2 separate regions of the Mus musculus genome follow, and region 2 is linked to region 1. Evidence: chromatin contacts called from public Micro-C data. All regions are on one chromosome and are shown on one strand. Each heading gives the region's core, a stretch centred on a gene start, on an enhancer-like site or on the middle of the called end of the contact. The rest is flanking DNA. Distances are from core to core; before and after follow the strand shown. Region 1 holds the start of Crbn (cereblon). Region 2 has its middle 23 kb from the start of Gm34933.

Region 1 (6,470 bases), core at 2,008-4,507:
AATCCTGACACCTTACACAATGAATTCCAATTGATTAAAGCTGTTTTTTCATTTGAAAAAAAAAACAATGAAGGCTTGAACAAAGTAATCTATGAGGTTCTTTCAGACTTTAGCTACAAAGTTTCTCTGTGAAAAAGAAAGCAAGGAAAACACAAGCAGGCAAGAAAGGTCTGTTAATGAAACTGGGAAAAAAAATACCATTAAAACCTGGCTCACCGTCATATTTAAACGTGAAATGTTTGCAATTATTTTTCATAAAACATCGCTTTGTCATTCTCAATTTAAAAATAAAGTTGGCCCAAAGAAAATACATTTTAAAGGAGATGTCTTTTTTTTTTTTCTTTTCTTTTCTGTTTTTCGAGTTTTTGGAGACAGGGTTTCTCTATGTAGCCCTGGCTGTCCTGGAACTCACTCTGTAGACCAGGCTGGCCTCGAACTCAGAAATCTGCCTGCCTCTGCCTCCCAAGTGCTGGGATTAAAGGAGTGCGCCACCACTGCCTGGCAAAAGGAGATATCTTAAGAACTCTACCTGCACTTTTTTTTTTGAAATGAAATGAAAGCTAAGCTGATCCACCTGATAACATGATGCTGCCAAGGGCAGAGATGAAAGTCTGAAGAAACAAAACACAACGCTACTTTCTAGAAGTGGTATTCTATCAAGTGTGAGCTGTTCTTTTCCTGCTAACTATGGGAACATTTCCAACTCGATGACTTTGTTCCTTGTAATGTTTAGAACTGTCTGAAGATATCTTTGACTGTCACAACTATAAAAACCCCGGTAATGCAGACTAGGAGTTGTCTAGGCTCTTACACACACTGTGCTGCAACATAGCCAGGGGTTTTCCAGGCTGAAAGGGTGACAGTCTCAAGGTTGGGAAACAATGGCCTAAACTAAGTCTCATTTCTCTTCAAATGTTTTTAAATACATCCAAAAAGTTTTAAAATGCATAAGGTTTCATTACAAATTGGTCAGCTTTTCCATTTTTGAAAATTATTATTTACACCAAACTACCTAAAAGGATGTTCTTATGAAAAAACATGAAGATTTTACTTTATTTTTATTATAAATTCCTAGATAAAAGGCTCTGTCAAAGAGAAGAACATAATTCAAGTGGTATGCAGATAGTTTCTATTTAACATTTCTAAACATGATTTTATTGACAATAGGGAAGTTTATCAAGCGATAAAGACGAAGCTAAAATAAGAAAAACATTCTGAATTTAATTTTTTCATCTACAACTCCGAGAATGTAGATTTTACTTGACATTTGGAGAGACCCATTCTCTTCTTTACTACAGCAAGTTTAAAGTACCTGCTATTAGCTCCAGGGCTAATACACCTGAAATTTCCTATGTTTATTCTTTAAAAGAATTTGCTTATGAACAGGCTATAATTAACTTCTCCAACTTGGTTATGTTTTTATTTGAGCACTTAATTTGTCCAATATGGATTCTTCACACCTAAAATGTTAAGCAATTCCCTTAGCTGTTAAGGATGATCACTTTTCAAAGCAAGTTACACTACATGAATTCAGGGGACAAGCCAAAGTGTCTCCAGAAATAAAACTATTATAATTTGGAAACCCACTATTCTATATCTACAACATCTGTGAGCCTCTTCCTTCTAATATTTCAAATTGAGAAACTACAGAGTTTTCAGAGCTCCCGGTGGCTCACACAGAAGCACCTGATGAATGCCAATAGCGGGGGAGCACCCTTCTCCTACTCCACCACTTTCCCTAAACGTCTGCTCCATTCACAGTGGAGCTGCTGTCCCTGAAATCTCTTCTGTTGAAAGATGATCACCTTTAGGAACTGCCGCGAGTACAGCTCAATAACCAGTGGCTTACAGAAAAGGTGCTTTCTATGCACTGGCCCTGCACCCAGCATTTCTTCTTCTGTCTACACTACCACCAAGGAACACATTCACACCTGAAGCACACCTTCTGAGGCAACAAACTGAAACCTGAAATTATTTCTTCACACCCCACACAAAAAAGTTCCTAACTGAAATGACTAAGGATGCACGGTTTCAACAATGTAGGACTAACCTAGTCCACAAATGAACCCTAAGTGAATCTCCATCACAAGATTTTCAAATCCCACAATAATCCCTACCCATGAAAATCACAGCAGGAGTTGGAGACATAGCTCAGAGGATTTGGGAGTGCCTGGTATCCAATCCAGCAAAAAACACAAACCCAGTACACCCAGCAGCAGTTGCTTATATGGCTCTAAATGAACTGCACCTGTGATTGTAATTATTCTCAATAGCCTTATCCTAACTGTGACCCTCCTAAAAGTAGCCGACTGATGTTTTTCCTACAAACAAGGTTAACAGACTGCATGGCTTTTAACTACAACCAAAAGGCTCTGGCAATAGTCTGTGTTTCTACAGCATTCTAAGAACAGTCCGTACCACTAGTTCATCCACTTTCAGCATTCAATACTGCAACATAAGTTGTCATAAACCATAAAGGCATAAAGTAAGCAGGAGAAATCGGTAATACCGTTCTCCTGAGTACCCTAAAAGTAGGCATATTATTTGCAGACCTGAGAAAAACCGCTAAATAACTACCTCCACAGAGAGATAGCTAAGAGATACCAGCTGTGGTGGCAGATCAGTACACCGCGCAGCCCTATCTGCAACTGTGTGACCTTCCACGTCACTGGATGGTATACATTTAACAACCCGTCGATAAGTTTCTCCTCCATAAGCAAGGCTCTGGACAGATGACAGGTGTAATAATAAAAGCAGAAATGCACGCAAAGCATTCACTGCGGGGCCCACGACGTGCAAATGCCTACTGCATGTTAGCTGTCAGTCTTATGAGAAAGCAGATGAGCAGGAAAAGTAACGGCTGCTAATGTCACCCGGTTCTCAACTTCGCCTACTCCCACAAAATTTTCAGGGAGGCCGGCTTGGGAGAAAGATGGAAAGGAATGGGGGTCCCTGCTCTGGGAAACCAAAGTCCGTGGCCCCAACATCCCCGACAGCCCAGGAGACAGGCCGGGAGGAAAGCGCAGAGCTGCGGAGGGCGAGGCTCACACGGGAGGCTTCCCACCGGCCGCTGCGCCCGAGTAGCTGTCCCCGTCCTCCCTGCGGGATCGGCCCCGGTCCTCGGTCTCCACCCACGGCCAGGCGCCCGTCCCGGAGGTTACCAGGCAGAAGCGGCAGGTGGTTTCCCATGTTGTGCGCAGCGTCCTGCTGATCTCCCTCGCCGGCCATGTCTGTTTACCCGCAAAGGAGCCTGGGAAAGGGCGGTGCCGGCACGCAGGGGGAGGGTCTGCGATACGCCGCCGCCACGCTCCCGGGCCACAGCGCCCCCTGGCGGCTCCAACGAGGCGAGCCGAGAGCGGCACAGCGGAGCCAAATGAAGAGGACCATCTTTAAGGAGGACAAGAAACCCAAAGTTATCCATGACCCACTGACCCCACACAAGTTACACAGCTCCCTTCTCAGCCACAAAGACGTTTTGACAGGTGGGAAACCCAAGTCTGTGTTTTTAGTGTCCACTTGGAGCAAACACGTCCTTATACAGCATCCTCTTTTGTCTGGAAGTATGGACTGTTCCAGGGGCCGTTGGAATATAGCAGATTTTTAAAACGATTTCAGTAGCCCTCGGATATAGCCCCAAATTAACATGTATCAGTATGAAGCAAAGATTTGCAAGGACAAAAAAGGCTGATAATCACCTGGAAAATAAAACTGTCAGTATATAAACTAGCCTAGTCATAATGGCTTCACTAAGAGAAAAATGGATCAATGTATGGTAAAAAACAATTACAACATGCTAAAAGAAAGAGAATTGTCTAGCACTGGAGTTGTGGATGGATTTTTTTTTTCCAATTTTAAGAGTGTATACAATATATTTCTAACACGTTTTCACTGAAGAAAAGAAAATAATGGAATGACAAACGATATCTAAAGAAGGAAGTAGTGGTAGTAGGCAGAGAATAAGAGGAAGGAAAAAAAAGTAAACTAATGAATCTGAGGTTTGAAGACATTTTTACCCCAAGAAAAAAATGCTGCATTAAAAAAAAATTCACAACCCAAAAACACGTTGGAATGGTAACTGGATCCGATAGGCGTTTCCTATGGTGACCAACACATAGGCCAGATTAGACCAGATTAAAAGTAGGTAAAGGCATAGTTATCAGGAGGCAGCTCTAAGGGGAGTTCGCTGGTCTCACAGGTGGAGGTCAGTGAAGTCAAACACCCAGGTTTAAGCAACGTGACTTTATAGAGTTTTGGTGAGGAGTGATTACTTGTTGGTTAGGAGATGGGGTTGTTGCCCATACCTGGTTAAAAACTGATCCCCTGGCAGCCACTCTTGGGTGGGTTCCAGGAAATGCTGACATGTTAGCCCGGAGTTTTCTCCAAGACAGAGGTGGAGTTTTCACTCCGCGGTTGGGGATCAGGGAAGGAGAGTAGACTGGGTTTCCCAGCTTGTACAGGGGAAGAGCAGGGGTTCAGCCTAACACTATCAATTCCATATCACTCAGCCTTCTGTCCCTGAGTCACTCTGGCCTTGGCCAAGTCACTTTTATATCCCCAGGACTCAGTTTACCCAATGTTAAAACCAGAACGCAAATGTCCCAGATGTATTCCCTTTAATAGCATATACAATATTGATGCCTTTTATGATCGAGTTAAAAACAGCTGCATGAGCCATTGTAATGAGTTAAGGTGTTTTTCTCGCTAGTAAGAGGACAATTCAGGTCTAGACCACCAGAGAGCATGGAACATAGATGGTGACTGTTAAAGAGAGAACAAGAAGTTCAACCAAGTGATGAATGAATGTGCATAGCTGTACACACACACACATATTTTTGTTGTCGCTGGATCAATTTAAATACAGTTCACAGAATTTCAATAAATTGTTTAGCTGCAGAATTTTCTATCTCAGCAAGCATCTGGTTTCTATTTTATATATCTATCTGTGCATGTGTAAGATGACACTTTTTGGTTCACAGGGGAGCAAGTGTGTCAGTGAGTATGGTGGCCAAAATATCAACCTAGAGTTTTATTACTTGGGAGTAATACACCTGGTTTATTGTGGCAATGTCTTTCATTGGCCTAAGAGTAAGCAATTAGGCCAGGGTGACTCCCCAGTGGTCCCCAGGGATCCAGTGTCTCTGCCTCTGTTGTGTTGGAGGATATTACAAGTGAAGCTTACCACACGACTGGATTAAAAAGTACATTTTAATATAGATTCTTGAGATTGAACTCGGGTCCTCATGCTTGCACAACAAACACTTCAGCAACCGAGCATCCTCCCTAGCCCAGAGTAGGTAGTCTCTAAATAAGGAAGCTCTTACTTTGCTGGTGGTGTCTCAAAAGTGCCTTTCAATTATCTGAACCCCGAGTCAGTCAGTCAAGAATTGTCTGTGCCACATCTCATACCTCCTGCAGATGGATCGGCGGGGGATAAAATATGGAGTGAAAAAAACAAATTAATTAATTAATTAAAAAAAAAGAATTGTCTGGGAAAGAAGGAATCATTGGGAAGAACTTAAAAAAGTTCTCCCCCCACCCCCTGTCTCTCTCTCTCTCCTGTTTCTCACTTGTAGCCATGCTCCAGTATCATCAGAGCCCCCATTTGTATGTCTTTCCCGATTTTCTTTTATCTCTGCTCCCTTTAAATTCACTACCTAGTTCTTTTCATTCTTCCTGTCATCCCTCTAACGTGGACACATGTATCTGTAGCTTTACCTTTCAGTAAGGCTCACAAGACGTGGCACTGGAAAAAAGTACTGAAGCAAGCACACTTCTTGTATTAAAGCCCTACATACTAGAAGTAATCAAGAACCATGATCATATACTGGTGTGCATGTGTGTGTGTGTGTGTGTGTGTGTGTGTGTGTGTGTGTGTGTGTGTAGTAAGCCAGGTAGGAGGACATCTTTTCTTTAGAGTACTCTGTCAAATGCTGGGTCTGGCAGTTATTGCTGTGAGATGCGTACTTCAGCATCTCACGCTGTAAATCCCAGTTACAGGTGGATAAAAGATAAATCTTGTCTGCTCTGCACAGGTCTAGAGGGGAGGAAAGGGGGAAACATGCTCTGTAAGCTGGAATATCATCAGAGGCAGGGCATCTTTCATGGCCTCCTCAGTGTCAACAATTTTATTAATGACTCTCATATTTCAGTTATATGTAGAATAATACAGGGTTGGAAGAAATTGTTATATGCAGCTTTCACAGCTGCTGCAATATTTTCTGGTCCTCCAGAGTGTATATAGGTTCCACAGAGGTTGGGTTATTTGTGAGAAATGATTGTTTGGGACAATACTTAGGGCTTCAATTTACTGCGACCTCCTACCACCGCATCCATCTCTGCCTTGACAGGTAAAGTAGAGAAGATTTTGCAAGATGGTAAAATGTGGTGCAATTTATGGTTCTTAGACTTTCGTACGAAATTGTTTTCATGACTCACCTGGATATTTCGAATGGCATGTGACTCTTCTACCA
Region 2 (6,470 bases), core at 2,813-5,312, 420 kb after region 1:
AGTGTTTCTTAAATGATTGCCTGGAAATCAATGTTTTTTGGCTAACAGAATATTTAACCTACATTTCTGTGCCTCTTGAAAGTGACCAAATGCCACTAAACTATTACTATGTGTGATTTTAGTTGTGTATGTATAGCATGTTCCTTTATTTTTTCCAAAAGTACTTGATATTGAATATATCAATAGCACACCAAAATAATTAACTGGCTTGCACAAATGGATACCTACAGTTTTGTTGTACCCATTGTGAGTTCTATGCATTAGCTGAATGATATTCAAAACACTGCAGGGTTCTAAGTGCACCACTGAAATCTGCAACAAGCCTGGAAGCTACAGGCAATGCACGAACCAACGACTGCTGCATTCCAACAAACTTTTAAAACCATATTTTTAGGGCCAGGGAGATGGCTTAGCAGGAAAAGGTACTTGCTGCCAAGCCTGAGGACCCAAGTTTCATCTTCAAGGCTTACATGATGGAAGGAGAGGATTGACACATTCAAGTTGTCCTCTGATTTCATGTGTGCCCCCTCACATGCATGTGCTCTTACACCTGCACTAAATGTAATTAACACATACTTCTATATCAATTGCAGATATCACAGGACATTACCCTTTTTATAGCAATCAGTCAAACAAACAAGAAAAAAAAACAGCATCAACAAACACAATAATGAGAGAGATAGGAGAGAAAGAAAGAAAAAAGAAAGAAGAAAGGAAGGCAGACAGACAGAAAAAGAAAGAAAGAAAAAGAGAGAGAGAGAGAGAGAGAGAGAGAGAGAGAGAGAGAGAGAGAGAGAGAGAAGGGGAGAGGGAGGGAGAAAGAAAGGAAAAGAAAAGGGAAGAAGAGAAAAGGAAGGGAGAGAGAGAGAGAGAGAGAGAGAGAGAGAGAGAGAGAGAGAGAGAGAGAGAGAGAGAGAGAGAGAGAGAAAAGAGCATGAGAACAAAGCATTGGAAGCCTAGTATAATGGGGTACGCTAAAATTCTAGCACTCCAAAATCTCAAAAAGAAAGTTATAAGCCTGGGCTATGAAGAGAGACACTGATAAAACAACAGAAAAATCCTTTAAAACAGGAAATCCACAGGGCTATATAGATCATTTGTTAGAGAGCATTGGCTTCTCTTCCAAGGCCCCAGTTTTGGTCCTCAGCATCTATATGATGGCACTCAAACCATCTGTAACTTTAGTTCCAGGAGATCTAATGTCTTCTTCTGACCTCATAGGCATCAGAAGCACCCTTGGTGCAGATATGCATGTAAGTAACACACCCAAACATATAAAACAAAAATAAAGAAACTTAAAAATTGTGAAACACATTCTTAACTACCAAGCCATCCAAATGTTGGTGTTGAGCTGAGTATGGTCTGGGAACTAAGGTTTGTCAATCCCTGAGACAAATGCATCATATTTAACTAATCTTCTGAGCTGCATTTGGGTTGATTCTAACCTTTGCTTTTACAAACAAGAGCTCCTTAGTAAATAATTTCATGAACGTGATATTTATCACTTGTAAAACTATGGGAATCAAACTCTGTCAATAGGAAATTCTTGGCTCTGGGGCAGGGCCTGATTTTATATTTATAATAGATATTCCAACGTATTCTGAAGTCAGGGTTATATTGAATTAGACTTCCAGAGATGATATGAGTGAGCCTGCCCTCTATGACATCACCATCAGATATTAAGTTAGTTTGTTTTGCCCTAATAAGTGAGAATAAAAATAATACAAGAGTAGGGTTTTAAAGTTATTCCTCTCATGAATGGAGTTTGTGGTTATTTAGTTTTGTTTTGCTTTAATTGATTCAAGATATTCTCTGCTGTGAATATGGGTTCATTGCTTTTCTTTCTCTCTCTCTCCTTTTTAATAAGTAGTGATGCTTTAATCAATTTCTAGAGGTCTTTAGCCATGAACAGACACACGTTCAGGCTAACAAGAATGTAAAGGACAAAGAAACAAGATTTGTGAGTTTTAACTTTTGATATATCACTGAAAAGGACTTAAACATTGGACAAACATATAATAGCCATTTGTGTATACATGTCTGTGTTCACGTGTACATAGGTGAGTGAACATACACTAGTGCATGACAAAAGGGTAGTCAGAGGAGGATGACATGAGTCTTCTATTGTTCTCTGCCTTCCTGTTTGGAAACAGGGTCTCTCACTGAACCTGCACATTGTCTTGGCTGGCCATCATACAAGAGAGCCCCCTCTATCTTTCTCTTACACACAACAGTGGGGCTAGAGGCACAATCAGTTTTGCCTTGTTCTTTCTTTAGTTCCTTACATGGGTGCTGTGAATCCCCTGACAAGTCCTCATGCTTGCAAAGGTATCTCTCTAACCCACTGAGCTACTTCCCAGTCCCTTTCATAGTCTGCATACAAAATTGAATAACAGATCTTTTCATATTTAGTCATTTCTATTTTAACTATGTAATGACTCTATTTTTAGAGATTTAAAAATTATTTTTATGTATGTAAACGTGTGTGGAGATATGTATATGAGTACAGGATCCATGGAGGTGAGAGGTGTCTGGTCTTCCTGGAACTGTAGTTACAGGTAGTTATGCTCCACCTTGTATAGGTGCTGGGGACTGACATAGGGTCCTCAAGGAGAGCAGGTAGTTCCCTGATCCACTGGAGCATCTCTTTATCCTGTGCTGATTTTTAATAGTCAATACAAAGTCTTTGACTTTATGTCTGCAGTTGAATTTTCAATGTTTTCCTTTGGAGGTTCAGTAGGCTTTGTCTACTCTATGCTGAGGCTATAATGTAGGTCTTCTGTTTTCTTCCAGAAATTAAATAATTTTATTTTATAATTAAACCTTAAAGGGTTCAGGAGTTTTCTTGGTATTGAGTATAAATGGCAGATGCAGTTTCTTTCCCAGAATGGCACCCAGTTTTACCAGCTCTATAACACACTCCATCTGTCCTCTTTTCACTTTTCTACCCGCCCCCCAGTATGAAATGTTTCTTTTGCTTACTGTTATTATCTATGAAAATTTCTGCTGACTGTATATTGTAGTCTAGTCACTACTTGTAGTTTTAGTAACATCTTATTATTCATAATTTTTCTAAGCATATAGTCATATTATCTGAGTCACCTATAAAAGGAATATTATTTTACTACCCTCATGTATTGAGGTAGTAAAATTATATCTATGATAATAAATATATGATATATTATATAATACAATATGATATAAAATATCATATATATGTACCTTGGGTATACAAAAGAAAAGTCATCTTACATCCATACATCAGGACAAGGTTGGAGTGATTATAGTGACATATATATAAATATACTGGGAACAGAATCTAGGACCCTGTGGATACCAGGCATCTACCACTAAGCTACATCCTTACTTCTATTTTATTTATAATAGTTTAATTTCAAAATAGTTCACATCTCATAAAAAAAATCACCTGTTTTCAACATTTGTCAAGAATGACTTTTCTCTCTTGTTCAGTAAATGTTAACTAATATCTCAATTTTATTGGTAGGCAGAAATTTATCTAATCTTGTTTTTTTTTTTTTAATGTTAGGTTCCATGTGGAGATTAAATTCTGCCAGGTCTAGAATATATTTACCTATTTCCATTTTTATTTATTTATTATCTGTCTTAAGTGTGGCATTGACCTCTAACTGCAACTAGCACTGTATGGATCCATTTTCCATGCTCTGTTTTGCTTTTCTTCTCCAGAGCTTCCCACGCCCTTCTTCTTGATAAATCAAGTGTCTCACTTCACCCCATATGGTTTCTGTGGTGGTCTTAGATGCTCCTTGGTGCCTTTGGGAGCTCTGACTCAGCAATTTATATCTGTCACAGGCTTTTTCTTAAAAAAGATTACCAACTTTCCCCCCTCCCCCCATTTCTCATTCACCTTCTAGAATCAGTGTGATGATATTCAGAAGTTAAAGGAGGAAATGGCTGTCTCATACTATCACTCCCAAGCAATGAAAATAATCCTGCCTAAAATATAAGCACCCTGTTGGCTGTAGCAACTGAATACTATGCAGAACATCCCACATTGTAACCTCCAACAAGCCAGAAGCAGGCTGAGCCAGACCTTGACTTTGCTGCCACTAAGGTGATTACCTAGGGTGGAGCCCTCCTCCCTAGATTACTCTATTGTTCAGCCAGTGTTGCTGTTCCTATTCAAGATACTGCTACCTGCTGAGAGGCTTAACTACACCTGCAGCTGGTTCAAGGCTCCAAGGATGAATTGGCCGGAATGGGCCTCCCCCCCTCCTTTATAAAGCATGTCCGCCATTAAACATTTGAACCTTGAGCAGACTAGCATGTCTTGGTTCCATTATTTCTTGACCCACCTAGGTCCCCTCTTTTCTTTCAGCTCCAGGTGGCCTCCCAGGCTTGAACCAGGACATCTGAGACCCTGGCCGGCTCACAACATATCATTATCCTAGTAAGAAGGTTTTACAACAGCTACCACTCTTAAATAATGAAAGCTGGTATCTCCTGTCCTCCAGGACAGCCATTGTAATACATGCTCCATAAGCATTACCTCAGCTCCAACACACCACCCGAGGTTCACGTGTTTTGTGTGTCATTCCTCCAAGGAGAGAAACTCCACTTCTTCTGAAGAGTCTACTGCCATTACTGAGAACTAGGAGTCTCCTGCTGTGAGCTCACCCCTGCCTCCGAAGGTCCTAGCAAGTTTTCCATGTGCTTCTGAGAACTAGCATTGAGAATCTTTTGACTCTTTGGATGTTGGCTTCCAGGATTAGAAGCTGCATCTGGCTCAAGCTGAACTAATTCCACTTCTAATACTTCATTTGAAAATCAACATCGAGTTACCCCGAGAGCTGAACCCTAAGCTCCATTCAGTATAACCTGATAAGTGTAGTAGTATCTGACAGTGATCCAAACACACACTGGTCAAGGGTGAGCCCAGATATCCTTACCAGGAAATACTACCTGTAATGCACCTATTTGTTAAAACATCTACACTCTGTGGGTAGTAGTGTTTACAACTTCAGCATATAGAGATCAGGGACCCCAGTCAGCTCATAATACTGAGTAATCCTGCCTCATCCACATAATTTCATTTTCTGAGTTTTCAGTTATTCTCAGTCATCTGAAGTCTGAAAATTTATATAGAAAAAAAATTCAAGAAATGTATGACACGACTTATATGCCATTCTGTGTAGCATAGTACAATCTTGCAAAGCTCCTAGCCCAGGTGTGAAGGATGTGAGCCATCCATTGCCTCAGGGTATCCCTGATGCATACACTACTCATCCATTAGTGGCCTATTAGCCAGCCATCTTGGCTCTGTCTACTGTCACAGGATCATAGTACTTGTGCCCAAGTAGCCCTGATTTTACCCTAAAATTGTCCCAAGAGTGAAGATGCAGCAAGTCAGGAATGCACAAGTGAAGCCATCATACATCATGACATTGGGGCAAAAATGGAGTGATTATAGTACAATAAACACACATACAGCCATGAAAAAAAAAGTAGAGAAAGGGAGAGGGATAAAAAATATTCACATAACATCAATTACAGAATATTGTCATTATAATTCTATTACTGTTTTTAATCAAGTGCTATGTCTAACTTATAAATTAAGCTGTATCACAACTATATACAAAAGAAGAGAAAGCAGGACACATAGGATTAGGTGTGTACATAATTTCAGGTGTCCAATGTAGGCCGTGGATAGGCATATGTGGGTACTATTCAAACACTATACAATATTATGCTCCCTCCCTTTCTAAGCCTTTTACCGTATTCCTTACACTAGCAACTGGAGCTATGCATTGCCCTGACAGCTTTCTCATATGTAATCTTCAAATGTCACAAGTCTATGGGGGACATTTCTTATTTGAGTCACTGTTGGGCCCCATTTTGGCTATCGTTTGGGCCTTGAGGACAAACCTGAGCCTGGCTCAAGTTTTAAAACCTGTCTCAGTCACTTCCTTATCGGGGTGACTCAGCAAGACCTGTTTGACCCTGCCTCTGCCCCACCGTTCCTGATGTAGAGCTTTGCCATTGACCCTGTCAGCCACTTCATACCCATCACCGTTCCCTGTTCCCTGCCTCCTACATCATCTTACCCCACCAAAAATTCTCCTCCCTCTGTTCTGTACTTATATAAGCAAGAGGTTGATGCTATGAAGTTGAGTTCCTGCTTTGACAGACTCCTGGCCCCAGGTGTGTTTGTTTTGGGCCGTGACATTCACCATGATGCTCAGCCCCAGAGAGAGACTCAGCTGGACCGGGTTCTCTCCTCTTGCCTGGACCTACAGGCAGAAAGCCAACAAATTAGTATAGGAACCCATCCCTAATGCAGCATTAACCTAGGACCAATGGGTATAGAATTAATAAAAAGGAGAAAAGAAGCTGACCACCAGCCACATCCTATCTGCTTTCTGCCTGTGGAAAGAGTGTGACCAGTTGCTACCTTGAATTGCCTTCCATAGTAGACTATATCATAGTACACT

Evidence for each region. A called contact is a pair of places that touch in the nucleus more often than the background predicts.
Region 2: a contact with region 1 is called in a Micro-C map of embryonic stem cells, with 6 times the contacts expected there. The contact joins the enhancer-like site here to the promoter of Crbn in region 1. A contact is called at or near these places in 1 of 39 promoter capture datasets (hippocampal neurons), 3 of 484 Hi-C or Micro-C datasets (the AML12 cell line and embryonic stem cells) and 1 of 9 other capture datasets (pancreatic islet).

Annotation. Positions count from the first base shown.
Region 1 is chr6:106,796,830-106,803,299 of GRCm38.p6, forward strand. It overlaps Crbn (cereblon), which reads right to left and starts at 3,258. Exons shown (of 11, transcript NM_175357.3): 1 at 3,162-3,258. The coding sequence starts at 3,228.
Region 2 is chr6:107,214,364-107,220,833 of GRCm38.p6, forward strand. No RefSeq gene overlaps it. Among named protein-coding and RNA genes, the nearest start is that of Gm34933, 23 kb to the left of the region's middle. Within about 2 kb of position 4,063, at least 9 of the 459 cell types and tissues checked have an H3K27ac peak or open chromatin away from gene starts, as enhancers often do. A contact at or near this core is called in embryonic stem cells, where this site is marked.